Linked DNA regions of Mus musculus: regions 2 and 3 are each linked to region 1. A link is a contact called in public Hi-C and HiChIP or PLAC-seq data. All regions are on one chromosome and are shown on one strand. The core of a region is the stretch at or near the end of the contact, and the rest is flanking DNA. Distances in the headings are between cores, read along the strand shown. Region 1 overlaps Me3 (malic enzyme 3, NADP(+)-dependent, mitochondrial). Region 2 overlaps Me3 (malic enzyme 3, NADP(+)-dependent, mitochondrial). Region 3 overlaps Me3 (malic enzyme 3, NADP(+)-dependent, mitochondrial).

Region 1 (4,347 bases), core at 660-3,159:
GTACGTTTTCACCTAACGAAGTCACTGGATAATAATGCTTTTTCACAAGGCTCACCCAAATGCCAAAAGCAGGAGGGAAACGTCATCTCATAGCTGGTGTGCTGCCAGATGCTGTTAAAGAAACAATATTAGACTTGGAGTCAACTTCTCCTTGGCTGATTCTTAGCTCTGTGACCTTGAACATATCTCAAAGTTTGCTAAGCTTTGATGTGCTTAAGCACCAAATGGAAATCATTACTACTTCAGAGGGAGGTAAGAACTGTATGGTTTAATATCTGTAAGAAGTTCTATACACTATTGTCAATTATTAGCTACCTGAACTTGGAAAATCACTTCTCCGGCTATAATTTTATTTTCTGTTCTAAGATGGAAATAACTACTTCAGAAACACATTGTAAAGATTTCAAGGGCCAGGGGTGGAAGCCTCATTGGTTAAGAAGCACGCACCTTCCTAACCATGAAGACTTGCGTTGGATTCCACACAAACCTTTGCAACTGCATATGACTGTAACCCCAGTGTGACAGACACAGAAGGATCGCTGGCGGTTCTGGCCTCCAGACTAGCTCTAGTTTCAAAGAGAGGCCACATCTCAATGAAATAACATACAGAGACCCAGTGTCTTCCTCTGTTGGTGGGCACACTAGCACCATATGCTTATACCACACACACACACACACACACACACACACACACACACACACGCACACACACACACACACACACAGAGAGAGAGAGAGAGAGAGAGAGCGCTTATACATAGAAAATATTACGTTTGACTTATCAGATCAAAACATCCCTGTCAGCCATGATGAGTCCTTCCCTAAGCTTGGCTAATATGTGCTGCTGAGAGACACTGGTAACCAGAGACACAGAACATTTCAAAAGTCAATGTAAAGCATTATTTTACTCCATGTCCCTTGGTCACCTGTCATAGAGCTTTAAAACACCAAGGAGTTGCATGCTGCTTTGGAGGTACCCATATCTGAAGCTAGAGTGGAACAGAGGCTTCTCGGGTGCTCCTCCGATCTGACCCCAGAGTTCTCAGCTGGACATTGTCCCTAGAGTTCCATTAGGCCCAAGAGAAACCTTGATAGGTCAACATATCTTGCTACTTAGCAAATGAAGTTTGGTGGGCCAAGTCTATGAAAGCAGAGGTCCGCAGTAGGTGAAAAGAATAAGCTGATGTGGAATGGCTTATGCTTGAGTAAAGGCTGACTACATTCTACAGATGATTGCTTACACCCAAAATGATGGCGAGGCTTCATGGAGTCAGTTAGAGATAGACTAGAGAGAATATAAACTCACTTTAAAGTTTATTGCCGAATGTTTGTGACATACTAGGCACTGTCCAGAGAACTGTACATAATTTAATCCTGTGAGATATTAGTATCTGTGCCTTATAAATAAAGAAACTGAGGCACAAAGAGAATAAGTAACTTACTGAACCAGTAAGTGTCCAATCGAACGTTTGTCCCGGGCATCTGGACTCTAAATCCCACATTCATAACCGCTTACCATACTGCTCTATGTCTAAAATCACAGAGCCAAATGCCTCTTTTCTCTGTGGTCCACATTATAGGGTAGCAGAAATATGATGAATGATTTTGGGAGACTTTGTTGTGAGCTTTCAAGGGGTGGCATAACACAGTTATAGCATACTATTAGAGAATTGAGTTCAAGCATAGGATTTCAGGACCTGGAAAGTAGATGCCCAGAGAAGTGGAGACCCTGAAGAGAAAGCTCAGCTTCTCGCACTGTCTCTCCAGCCCCCCTGAGGCCTGCACCTGCAACAGGCATTGGTGAGCGATGCCAACCTCATCCCAACAAGTCAAGTCCCCTGAAGCTGCAGCAGAACAGTCCAAGAAGACCAGCTGGAGGCTGAAGGGCATTCTTCCAGCCTGCCAGTCACCTCACAGGCAGCATGTGCCTGTGGCCTCGGAGGAAGCACCTGCTGACTAGTCGTCATGCCACTCACACGTGAGTCAGCAACGGGACAGCTATCCTCTGCGTCCCCTGGGCTGCCAAGTGGAAAACAAGTCCATTCAGGCAGCACACCAGGTGCAGACTCCAGATGTACAGGCAGACAGACAGACTCATGTGTGTACATCCTCATAAACACACACAGGAACAACGGCAGGCCCCTGCTGCCCGTCTACCTCTCTCTCCCACAGACTCATGCCACAGTGTTCCTCCAAGATGGAAACATGACTCACTGTGCAAGCCATCCCTTTGTGAGAAACTTTGCACTCATTTGCTGAAACACACGAACTGGAGAGCAAGGACCGCTTTCCTGTCTTCTACTCATCCCTTCAGTTTGGTTGGTTGTTTTTTTGTTTGTTTGTTTTGTTTTTTGTTTTTAAACAGTCTCTTGTAGCCAAGCCTGCTCTCAAATGTCTATTCCTCTTGCCTCTACTTCCCAAGTGCTGGAGGTACAGCTGAGTGCCACCATGTCCAGCTATTTCCCATCACCTTGGTCCCGAGGAATTCCTTTGTCCTTCAAGGCTCAGCTCAATGGGTGGCCTGCCCGGGAATGGTCTGGTTTGGGTACCTATGCAGGTGCTCTTCGCCATCTGTTCTTACACTGGTCCATTCTGAGTGGTGTGGTGGTTATCACGTTCACCTCTCAGCGATTGGTTCTACATGACTGTAACAAATAACTGAGAACACGGCTTAAGGAAGGCAAGATTTCTTGTGCTTGCTGTTTGAGAGGTTTCTGTCCATGATCCTCTGGTGAGTCTGAGCATCATAGCAGGAGTTGGGGCAGAGCTGCTCAATGGCAACAGAAAGTAATGAGAAAAGAGCAAAATGGTCTCAGGACCAGATACATTCTTGAAACGCATGCCCCTGGCAACCATTTTCTCCAACCGGCCCCCGCTTCCTAATTTTCATCATTTCTAGCATCATCCTCAGATTCTGAGTCCATCAATGAACTCACTGATGAATCAAAACTCTCATGATCCAATCACCTCTCAATGACTGGATCTACCAAGGGCCAACGATGTTTCAACACGTGAGCTTTATAAAAGTGCATCATATCCAAACCGGTGAACTTTAGATGCTTCTGTTGTATTCTCTGCCTCTCCCTAAACATCAGCTTTTGCAGTCAGGAACCATGGCTTACTTATTTTTGATCCCCAGTTCTCAACACAATGATTGGCACATTGTAGTAAGAGTGGTACGTGATATCTGCACGTACAAACGACACAGTCATCATCCCACCTCTCCCTGGAGAAAGGCCATGCTGGCCCCTGCTTTGCAGCCTCTCTTTTCTGACCATCATGCAACTTCACCACATATCTGCTCATACATAATTGCATATGAATGAACAATTTTTAATTAAATCAATTCATTTGTTTAAATTCATTATTCTGATACACACACACACACACACACACTCACACACACACAGATGAGATAGAAATTTCCTGATTTTTTTCTCAGAAATTAAGACTGAAGTCATGAATTTAGAACTCCTGAGAAGAGCTGGTAGACAGAACAAGAAATGACAGGATCTCCATCAGATCATCGCAGCCTTGGGTGATCACAGCCCAGTATGTACATGCACCCTTATAACTAATCAAAATGTGAGGAGGTTGGCATGGAACACACCCACGTCTTTCTTCAAGGGAAGATACACTGCCTTCACTGATGCAGACAGAGCCTCAGCGGCAGAAATTCCCTAAGTGATGAACGGTGTCTATTCACTCTATCCCTGTCCTGGACTGAGCTTCTAGTGAGGTTAGTTGAGGATTTGAGGTCTATAGTGGGTCTCAGTATCCTTCTCTGCCTCTGTCCACACAGCCACAAGCTTAGACAGGTATAGTCCATCCCAGGAAAACATGGGAATAATCTCAGAACTTGCCTGTGACCCACATACTGAAAGGACTGGAACAAAGTGGCCCCCGTGGAAATAAAGCTATCACCATTCTGCCTGCTTTCAGCATGAGCCCTGCCTCTTACATCAGTGGAACAGGAAAGGATGGAACAATGGTTCTCAGGAGCCCCCCACCCCCAGGCTGAGCTTCTAATGGGCTCTACTGTGCATGGGTGTCAAGCACCTCGTTTGTATTGTCTGAGTCACAGACCCCATGGGGCCCATGGGGTTGAAGTCTGGAGCCACAGCACAAAAAGACTTCCTTCTGTTGGCCTCCTCTGTCCTCACCCCAACTCTGGCTCACAGGAATCCCCAGCCCAGGCTAGGCTGGCTGGTTCTTGGTGAACAGGGCTACCAATGCTCTGACTCATCGCTGGCAACCTCTTCAGGAATTTTGGAATAGGCAGAGGCTCAGGTGACTTTTGTTGTTTCAGCTGGGAACATCCCTGCTCTTAGGGGAGAAGAGAGAGAC
Region 2 (4,169 bases), core at 1,091-3,590, 87 kb before region 1:
AACTCCCTTCCATGATGGACCTGCACATAAGAGAGACACACACACACACAGCCACAGTGAAGGGGGCAGTATGCCCCAGGTGGACAGAGCAGTGGGGGACAGAGTCCACAGGAGTGCCAGCGCACCCCTACCCCACCATAATAATAACCAGACATCCCTGAACCTAGCTCCCCCACATCCAAGCCTGCATTACAGAACTGCCCCTCATGAGGCCTGTTGGTCAGGAGGGCCAAATGCTTTATGATAATAAAATTTCTCATTAATGTAAAGAGGCATTATTTTTCGTGTCTCCTTCCTCATTCCAATCCCCATAAAAAGCTATGGCTAAGTTTCACTCACCTTGAAGTTTCCTGCTTCCTCCTCTATATGTCTAACGAGCCTCGTTTTCTTGCACTGGAATATTTTTATTCTCTCACACACACAAAGAAAACCTCTGGGACACGAATCATATGTTTCTGCCTCCTACATGTGCACTGGAGCTCATTTCTAGCCAAACTTAAAAATCAGGTGCCAATATCCTGGAAAAAGTCAGTATGGAAAACAATAGCAAATGTATTCCAGCCAATGAGGAGAACACCATACCCAGGACACAGTTTTTGAGCACATCAAAATCTGGATTTAAACCCAACTGTCAGTTTTGATTCACACACACACACACACACACACACACACACACACACACACACCTAGCACAACCAGAAAAAGGCAGGCAGAAAACAAGGATTAACACTGTCAGACCCACCTCATCTCTATCCCCAGGGTGTTAAAGTACCAATTCCTTTGGCCAAGACTGTTCCATACCCTATTCCACCCAACCTCCTCTGCCAAACCACTTCAGCTCCACTGCTGGAATAACTCCCTGCAGAACAAATGGGATCTGCCCCTGAGTCTCCTTGGCTTCTTCTTTAGTCTTCCTGGCTTTTGGTCTTGGGTTAGGAGCCTTTAAGTCTGGATTCTTTACCTGTGGTCCCTTCCAGGCTAAAGCAAGTCAAATTACTCATCTGTATTGGATAAAAGTAACAGGGTTAGCCTACATGGCTACTACATAACATCTTCCAATTCTAAAAATGTATGATCTAATTAATGAAACTCTATAATCAAGTTAGCAATGAGATCTTGAAGTAAGCTATAGTCTATACTATATAGCTGAGATTAATTTTTCCCACCTGTGAAATTAAGAAGCGTATATCTGGGCAGCAATTCTCAGTCCTGGGAGTGCATTTAAAAATATGTGGGGAGCATTCATTAAAATCCCTGAGTTAGAAAAAGGCTCTTAGGTTTTCAAAAGCTCTCCAGTAGTTCTAACAGGAATCACAGCTGCAAACCACCCAGCTGGGTGATCCCTTCCAGCTAGAGCTGCCATGACTCTTAAAGAGTCAATAGCCTGTGTCTCAAATTTTGCAAGCCATCCCAGCCTAGAAGTATACTTGGAGCTTAAGGTCACAATATAACAGAATGTATCTCCAACTGAGTCCTCAGTAAAAGAAACTGTTGATCTCCACAGCTAAGTTCTCTTGGGTCTCACTCACAGGGTTGCTGGGCCAGAGGAGGTCATTTCTCTCCCATGATACACTGGCTCTCTGACACCCCCCCCCCGATGTAATTGCCCACCTTGTATAGTTATAGATGCCCACTCATCAGATGTCAGCAATTGTACAGTAGCAAACATCATATTCAAGGTGAGTCATTTGAGAACATATGGCTAATGTGGCCCAGGTCAAAGATGAGCTGGACCAATGAATGTTTTTTTCAGGAGTCTGATGTGGAAAAATTATATAGAAAGAGCATCATAGATTAGAAGGTAAATGAAGACAGAAAGGACGGTTTGGTTCAGATTTTAGAGTAGGACTATGGTAAGCCAAGGAAATATGCTAGCTATAAAGGAACACAGAATAGAACAGTGGGTGAAGGGTCCATGGAAAGAGAACAGGGCAGATGGCATGACAGTGACTGGCCCCTAGTGCTGCCTGAGTGGATGACAGTTCCCACACTAGTTCCTGTTCACAGATGTACAATGCAGCCTCTTTCTCCAGAGGAAACTTTAGTGGACCTCTGCTGCGAGTAATCAGAAGAGCCCAACTGTAAAGCAAATCACATAGATCCGATGCCCTTGTTAGATTAGCTGGCGCTGACATTAAAGTGGGGTGTCTCCATCTCTAGCACGCATGAAAACTATCTGGAGGACTTGCTCAGGCACACATTCCACATGTCTGGGAAGGAGCCAGAAAATGTCCATACCTAACAAGGTCCAGAGATGTTGCTGCCACTGGACTAAGGGATCTTACCACAAAATGAATAGAGATCATTTGAAGGATGTGGAAGTAGGTACTTCCAGGCCCCCCACTGCACGTTAGGAGGAAGGGCTGTGAGTCTGATCCCGGTGCCTGTCACCAACCGTGTGACCTTATCTAAGACTCCCACCTTCTTGGACCTGAATTTCTTCGTCTACACAATAAAGAATTTCAAGTGTTAATTCTGACCCTGTCAATCTCCAATTTGCACAGCAGAACTATAAAATTACCACTACAGTTTCTGGTATTTAAGATAAAAATGAAAAGGTAGAGAAAAACACATTCTTTTCATTTTCTGACAAGAAAAGGCTCGCGGGCTTATATGCAGATGTGTCGGTTTTGCTCTGATTCACAAGTGGGCACTTTTCCAGACAGACCAGCTGGGCAGTCAGGATTGTTAAGAATAGTTTGATACTGTGCCGTGGATATCCCTGCTGGAATGGATATAAGACAAGAAACGCCCCTAAAAGGATATTATTCGGCTATTGTGCTGCCTGAGTGGATGACAGTTTCCACACTAGTTCCTGTTCACAAATGTACAATGCAGCCTCTTTCTCCAGAGGAAACTTTAGTGGACCTCTGCTGCGAGTAATATATATAACACAAAAGCCACAAGGTGTGCATTAAATAGTTCTTCAAGCCCACGTTGCTGAAACCATTTGGAGGGGCAGAGGACATTTACCAAGTGTCTAAATTACATGGCTTTCAATTATGGAGAGAACTGTCTTACTCTTTTTAGATATTTCAGGATTTACATTGTTAATGGTGAATGCATGCTTACTTGCCTGTGACCTGCCTAGGGCTTTCATCTCCAAAGGAGCAGCTTGCTCTGTGGACAGGATGAAAGGCACTTCTTAGCCACACGTGAGTTTGAGTGGAGGAGGCTGGGAAGGAGGTGGGCATCATTGAACAGTCCCATGTATACACAAAGATCATTTTCTCTTTACTTAAGATGGAGACAGATGACCTTTATTAAGTAAAACGGGGTATTCTGAGTTTGACTTCCTTTAACCAAAGGCAAATTTCCCTGACCATTTAAACAAACTGATTTTGTTTCTGTTTTACTGGCTCTGTCCTTTTCCTCCTTTGTCTCTGGCAATCTTAGCCATGGTGATCAAAGAGTCATTGTGGGGAGAATTTCCTCTGTCACACCAGGAAATACGTACATTCAATAAGAGTTGAGCAGACCATTCTTTGAGTGACCTTGATCTGCCACTGACATGTAAAATGTGTGAGAGGCTGTTTTGACTCACATTAAGTTTAGTCCAAAAGGAGTTTCAAGGAGTACAAACTCTCTAGAACTTTCTAGGATAGAGGAGGACTAGCCAATTACTGGCATAATGCTTTAAAAAAAAAGCAAAAGTTGCTTTGCCATAAAGAGGCCCCCTCACTGAGCCCACCCCAAAGCTGCTATTACTTTTATTGTTGTTGTTATTATTATTAATTACTATTATTATTATACCTATGCAGATCTGTGGAAATCCCCACATCTTGCTCAGGAGCATTGAAAACTTTCTGATTGTGTTTCTTAGAGATTCTTAGGCTATCATTTCTTAAGCCAATAAGGATCAGAAGTTAGGAAGGGTAGGCAATGTTGGAAGTGGAGGAGAGGATCAAGAAGAACAAGTCTAACGTTCTAGAGACAAAAACAACACTCAAGACCTGCGATGACTAACCTTGGTTGCCAGCTTAACACATTGGAACCTCAGTTAAGAATTGCCTCAATCAGCTGGGCATTGGTGGTGCGTGCCTTTAATCCCAGCACTCGTGAGGCAGAGGCAAGCTGATTTCTGAGTTCAAGGCCAGCCTGGTCTACAGAGTGAGTTCCAGGACAGCCAGGGCTACACAGAGAAACCCTGTCTCGAAAAACCAAAAACA
Region 3 (4,225 bases), core at 1,700-4,199, 120 kb before region 1:
GAACTCCTGGTTTCCCATTGGAGACCTAGGGCCAGCATAGGGTCCAATTCATAGAAGACACTCACAAAGTCTCTACGGACCCAACCTACTGAGCCAAGGAAGAAATGTTCTGACCATTCTTAACTTCTCTTACTATAGTATTAAATATATGGACTTTAAATACAATCAGATCCCACTTAACTCTCTAGGTTCAAGTTCTTCATCTGTCAAGTGAAAATTTTATATATATCATATAATGATCATATCTACTCATAAGTCAAAAGTGCCTAATAAGCTCTATAGATACATGTCTACAAAACAAAGTCACTATTATATAATACTTGGGTAACATGTTTAGGTTTTTTTGGTTGGTTGGTTGATTGGTTGGTTGGTTTGGTTTGGTTTAGCTTCTAACGATTCTTTGAGTTTTAGTATGATAAAGTATTAACCATTTAATTCTAAGTGGAGACAAAGACAAATATAAAATTTTGTATCCAGGAGGATCTCAACTTGGTTTAAACTAAAATTTTGTTTTTATGCCTTATTTGGGTAGTCATAGAAAACGGACTGAAAGAAAATAGATCAAAATGATACAATGATTATGTCTAGAGGATGAAGGAAAACTTTTTTTTCATTTTCTCCAGTATGTGCCTAGATTTTACTAGCGTTACACTTAGGAATTCTGTTAAACTAAGAACATAGCAGTAGGCAGTAGGCTCATGATCCACTTTCAAAACTTAGGAGCTATATGTTGAGTCTCAAAGTCTTTCTGCATGTGATATGCAAGTGTTGTCTTGTTAAATATTAAGCATAAAGCCAGAATAGAAAATATTAGTTTATATTTTTTGCTCTTTTGCTCCTATTACATTTGTGGAACATCCCTTATTCTTTATTATGTTTATTATAAGAATACCCCTTTATGATATGTCTTAGTACTCTCTCAACCTCTTGGTGCCTAGAAGAGGGAGTCTGTCTGCTTTGTGCAGAATACCTTGCCCAGGGCAGCTGTTTGCTCTCTTTTGTTATCTGAGTGGTAGAAGGCTGGAGAACTTCTGACCTTCCACATTCATTTGTCACAATAATCATGAACTGGGGACAAGGGCATACACCAGTGAGTCATTTTCCTGGTAGTGAGCCAAGCCCACCTTCGTCATCTCTAGTCAACTTCTTGTTTTGGGGTTTTGTGTTGTTTTCCTTCATCCACATTCACACTGAATGCTCACAGCCACTCTGTACAGAAGGATGTCATGTTTATAGATGACCATAGACGATTCTCAGAACAATGGAAGATTAAATAACTGTCATGGGGCAATATGCAGAGTAACCAATGAGCCATGACTTAAATGCTGGTTGTTTATCTCCTAAATTCTGACATTTCTCCCCTTAATGTACGCTGCCTCAGAGGAATAACCAGAAAGTATCCTCTCCAGGTCCTGCTAAACTAGAGAGGCATCATCTTTAGATAATCCAGAGTGTTCTCTATCATCTTTTTTCTTGTTGCTAACAAGAAACAAGAAAACTTGACATCTCCAAATTAAAAGTACAGTGGTGTAAAAGTTTCCTTCTTGTTGGTATAATGTAACCACACCTTATCTCACAAGGTAAATGAATCACCTTAGATTTGGATGCTGACTTAGTCTCATCAAGCAACGATCTGTGAAACTCTGTCTTCCTATTGGTTACAGTGAGACTTCCAGGAGCGTCTCTATGTTTGCCCAATTAAGGCAACCAATTAAGGCTCATCTTCCTCTCTCTCTCTTTGTATATAGTAATGAAGTCACCCTCTCTAGAGACATATCAGTTCCATAAAATGTTCCTTAATTTCTCCAATGGCTTTTCTCCTTGAGGACAGATTCTCTTTACATATATATCATTTTTCCAAGTTGTAGTTTGTCAGCAAAGCTCAGTGGTCATTCCAGTTTGAACTAGAGTATTGTCCCTCCCAAAAGCCTAAGAATCTAGATCTAAACTAGTGCAGTATAAGGAGTCATCATGAGCTTTTTGAACCAATTGGCAGGTTTTTTTAGAACAAAGCTAGAACCCGGACAAAACAACCTAGTGACATTCTTGATCAAGTGACCAAATTTCCATAATTCTCTTGCATATGCTGTTATGTTTTCTGTGATTGTGGTGATGAAGAGGGTGAAATAAAAAACAGAAAACATGGTCTCAGTCCCCAGAAGACTTCTTAGATCCCCTATCCACACAAGCTTGAACCATGGTGAGATTTAGCTAACAGGAAATGTGTTGGTTTGATCAGGTTACCACAACAAAATGCCACAGGCAATGTGACTTATACAACAGAAACTCATTCTTTCATATTTCGAGAAGCTAAAAGGTTACAGTGCAAGCAGGCTTGCGGGGTTCTTCTGAGCTCAGCCTCTTGGCTTGGAGATGTCCATCTTCCCACTGTGTCCTCACAAGGTCATCTCTCTGGGTTCAGTGTCTTGGCTTCCATTTCTTATAAAGAAAACAATCATATTGTTTTGAGGACTCCAATAACAACATCCATTTTACTCCTCTTTTAAGACTTCTCCAAATGCAATCTCAATCTGAAGCACTGAGAAAGGGGGATTCAACTCATGACTTTTAAGAGGATTCAATTCATCCCATAAGGGAAGGCATATGGAGAACCAGATTCGGTATTCCACATGCTAAATCTTAACACAGACTATGGCAACAGCTCTGCTATTACTGCCTAACGGTGTATAGCCTCTGCCTCTCTCCAGTCCTCCCCAGAGATGCCAGGGTCTCACTTACGTGACAATTGGACCATTTTTGCCTGCTGGATTGACTTCCCTATTGGTCATCAGCTATTGCTCAGTACACAGCTGAGGTCAAACTATAACACACCTCCACTGGCTCACCATTGCCTCCAAAGCATTACAGTTGGTGCAACTTTGCAGGGCTCATATCTATCTGGCTCAGCCTACATCCAGCCTCCCTGCCTGAAACCACTACCCTGTCATACTCACCACCCAGATAGTGACTAATCTTCCATCAGCTGGAGCTTTATACCTGTTTAGCTTCCTGTCTCATGCCTTTAGTCTAAAAGAGCTGTCTAAAAATGATACTTCAAAGGCATGTCTTCAACACACACAGAAACCCACAAAGCCCCCAAGTGATTTCTCTGTGTTCTGCAATCTCACAGCACTTGAAAATTCTGTATCTATGCTGCTCATTATCTTAAATAGCATCAATTTCTTCATATCACCTCACTGGGATGTGAGCCCCTGAGCAAAATAGCATATTCCCTTATATACCACCATAGGTGTAGGGCTAGGTGTACAAATATCCCACATCTACTAGTGCATACCTAGGAAAGAGGTGCTAAATAAAAAGGTAGAAAAACTAATAGTCTTGTCATGGTGGTGATGGCATTGCTGGTGTGTGCTGTGGTGTTCATGGGTTGCCTGATAATGTCCTTTGCAAACATGAGTCATAAACACCCTGTGGATAACATCCCTGACCTACCCACCTGAAGCAATACTTTAGTCTGCAGAAGGGCTATAAAGTGCAGCAGTTATGTTAAAATTAGATACAAGAAATCAGAGCTGGAGATAGCAGCTTAAACTGACCTCAAAAGTCACTGCATGTGTCTCTGTGGTGTAAACTGTGCACACTTCAGTGTGGTGGCAGCCTGAGCCCTAGAACAACTGAATGTACTGTAAACGTGGTAAATGAAATGCCTTATTTGTGTCATTTCCCATGAAGCAATTCAAGAAAAGAAAGCAGGAGGAAAATGTTCTATAGTGGTTAAAGGCTGAAGCAGAACAAGTTCCTGCCCGCCCATCACAGAATAATGTAAAGCTGGAGGAGAACCAAGGAGACAAATGAATGAACAAATACCTAGCCCAATGTTTGTCTCTAAATACTTCTTTTGGGCACAGAACAAAACACAGAGATGCTTTCTTTTCATTAAAACAAAATCTCAAATAAGAAAATATTATAAAAGTTGTACAAGATAGACAGACGTCAAGATAGCCAGCGACTTACACATCTCTAAGGGAATGTATCAAAGCCAAACAATTTGTATAAAATAAAATATGAGAAAAGTCTCTCTTCCAAATAATTGTGGTTCTCATCATTAGTGTCTCCTCTGAACAGTGCCACTATCAGCCATCCAGTTATGAGGCTTATTAGTTATTAGTGTCCCTTGACATTGTCCCCTTCTCTCGCCCAATCTCAAGGCTCATGTGTCACCAGGTCCTGTTCGTTTCCTTTCTCAATACACCGTATCCTTTGA

The links. Hi-C and Micro-C count contacts between places; a contact is called where the count stands out from the background. HiChIP or PLAC-seq counts read pairs in DNA pulled down with a chosen protein or histone mark.
Region 2: a contact with region 1 is called in a Hi-C map of the C2C12 cell line, with 2.5 times the contacts expected there. The contact joins two enhancer-like sites. A contact is called at or near these places in 1 of 15 datasets of contacts at CTCF or cohesin (the NIH/3T3 cell line), 8 of 484 Hi-C or Micro-C datasets (the C2C12 cell line, the HL-1 cell line, Sertoli cells and 3 more), 1 of 115 datasets of contacts at active chromatin or transcription factors (neural progenitor cells) and 3 of 9 other capture datasets (adipose tissue, liver and pancreatic islet).
Region 3: an HNF4G HiChIP or PLAC-seq map of pancreatic cancer cells shows a contact between it and region 1. The contact joins two enhancer-like sites. A contact is called at or near these places in 3 of 15 datasets of contacts at CTCF or cohesin (CD8 T cells, the NIH/3T3 cell line and large pre-B cells), 40 of 484 Hi-C or Micro-C datasets (the AML12 cell line, the C2C12 cell line, CD4 T cells and 20 more), 7 of 115 datasets of contacts at active chromatin or transcription factors (embryonic stem cells, epiblast stem cells, large pre-B cells and 2 more) and 1 of 9 other capture datasets (pancreatic islet).

The regions. Positions count from the first base shown.
Region 1 is chr7:89,833,807-89,838,153 of GRCm38.p6, forward strand. All of the region lies in intron 7 of Me3 (malic enzyme 3, NADP(+)-dependent, mitochondrial), which reads left to right. Among named protein-coding and RNA genes, the nearest start is that of Ccdc81, 68 kb to the right of the region's middle. Within about 2 kb of position 1,910, at least 37 of the 459 cell types and tissues checked have an H3K27ac peak or open chromatin away from gene starts, as enhancers often do. A contact at or near this core is called in the C2C12 cell line and pancreatic cancer cells, where this site is marked.
Region 2 is chr7:89,745,936-89,750,104 of GRCm38.p6, forward strand. All of the region lies in intron 3 of Me3 (malic enzyme 3, NADP(+)-dependent, mitochondrial), which reads left to right. Among named protein-coding and RNA genes, the nearest start is that of Me3, 120 kb to the left of the region's middle. Within about 2 kb of position 2,341, at least 24 of the 459 cell types and tissues checked have an H3K27ac peak or open chromatin away from gene starts, as enhancers often do. A contact at or near this core is called in the C2C12 cell line, where this site is marked.
Region 3 is chr7:89,709,837-89,714,061 of GRCm38.p6, forward strand. All of the region lies in intron 1 of Me3 (malic enzyme 3, NADP(+)-dependent, mitochondrial), which reads left to right. Among named protein-coding and RNA genes, the nearest start is that of Me3, 79 kb to the left of the region's middle. Within about 2 kb of position 2,950, at least 15 of the 459 cell types and tissues checked have an H3K27ac peak or open chromatin away from gene starts, as enhancers often do. A contact at or near this core is called in pancreatic cancer cells, where this site is marked.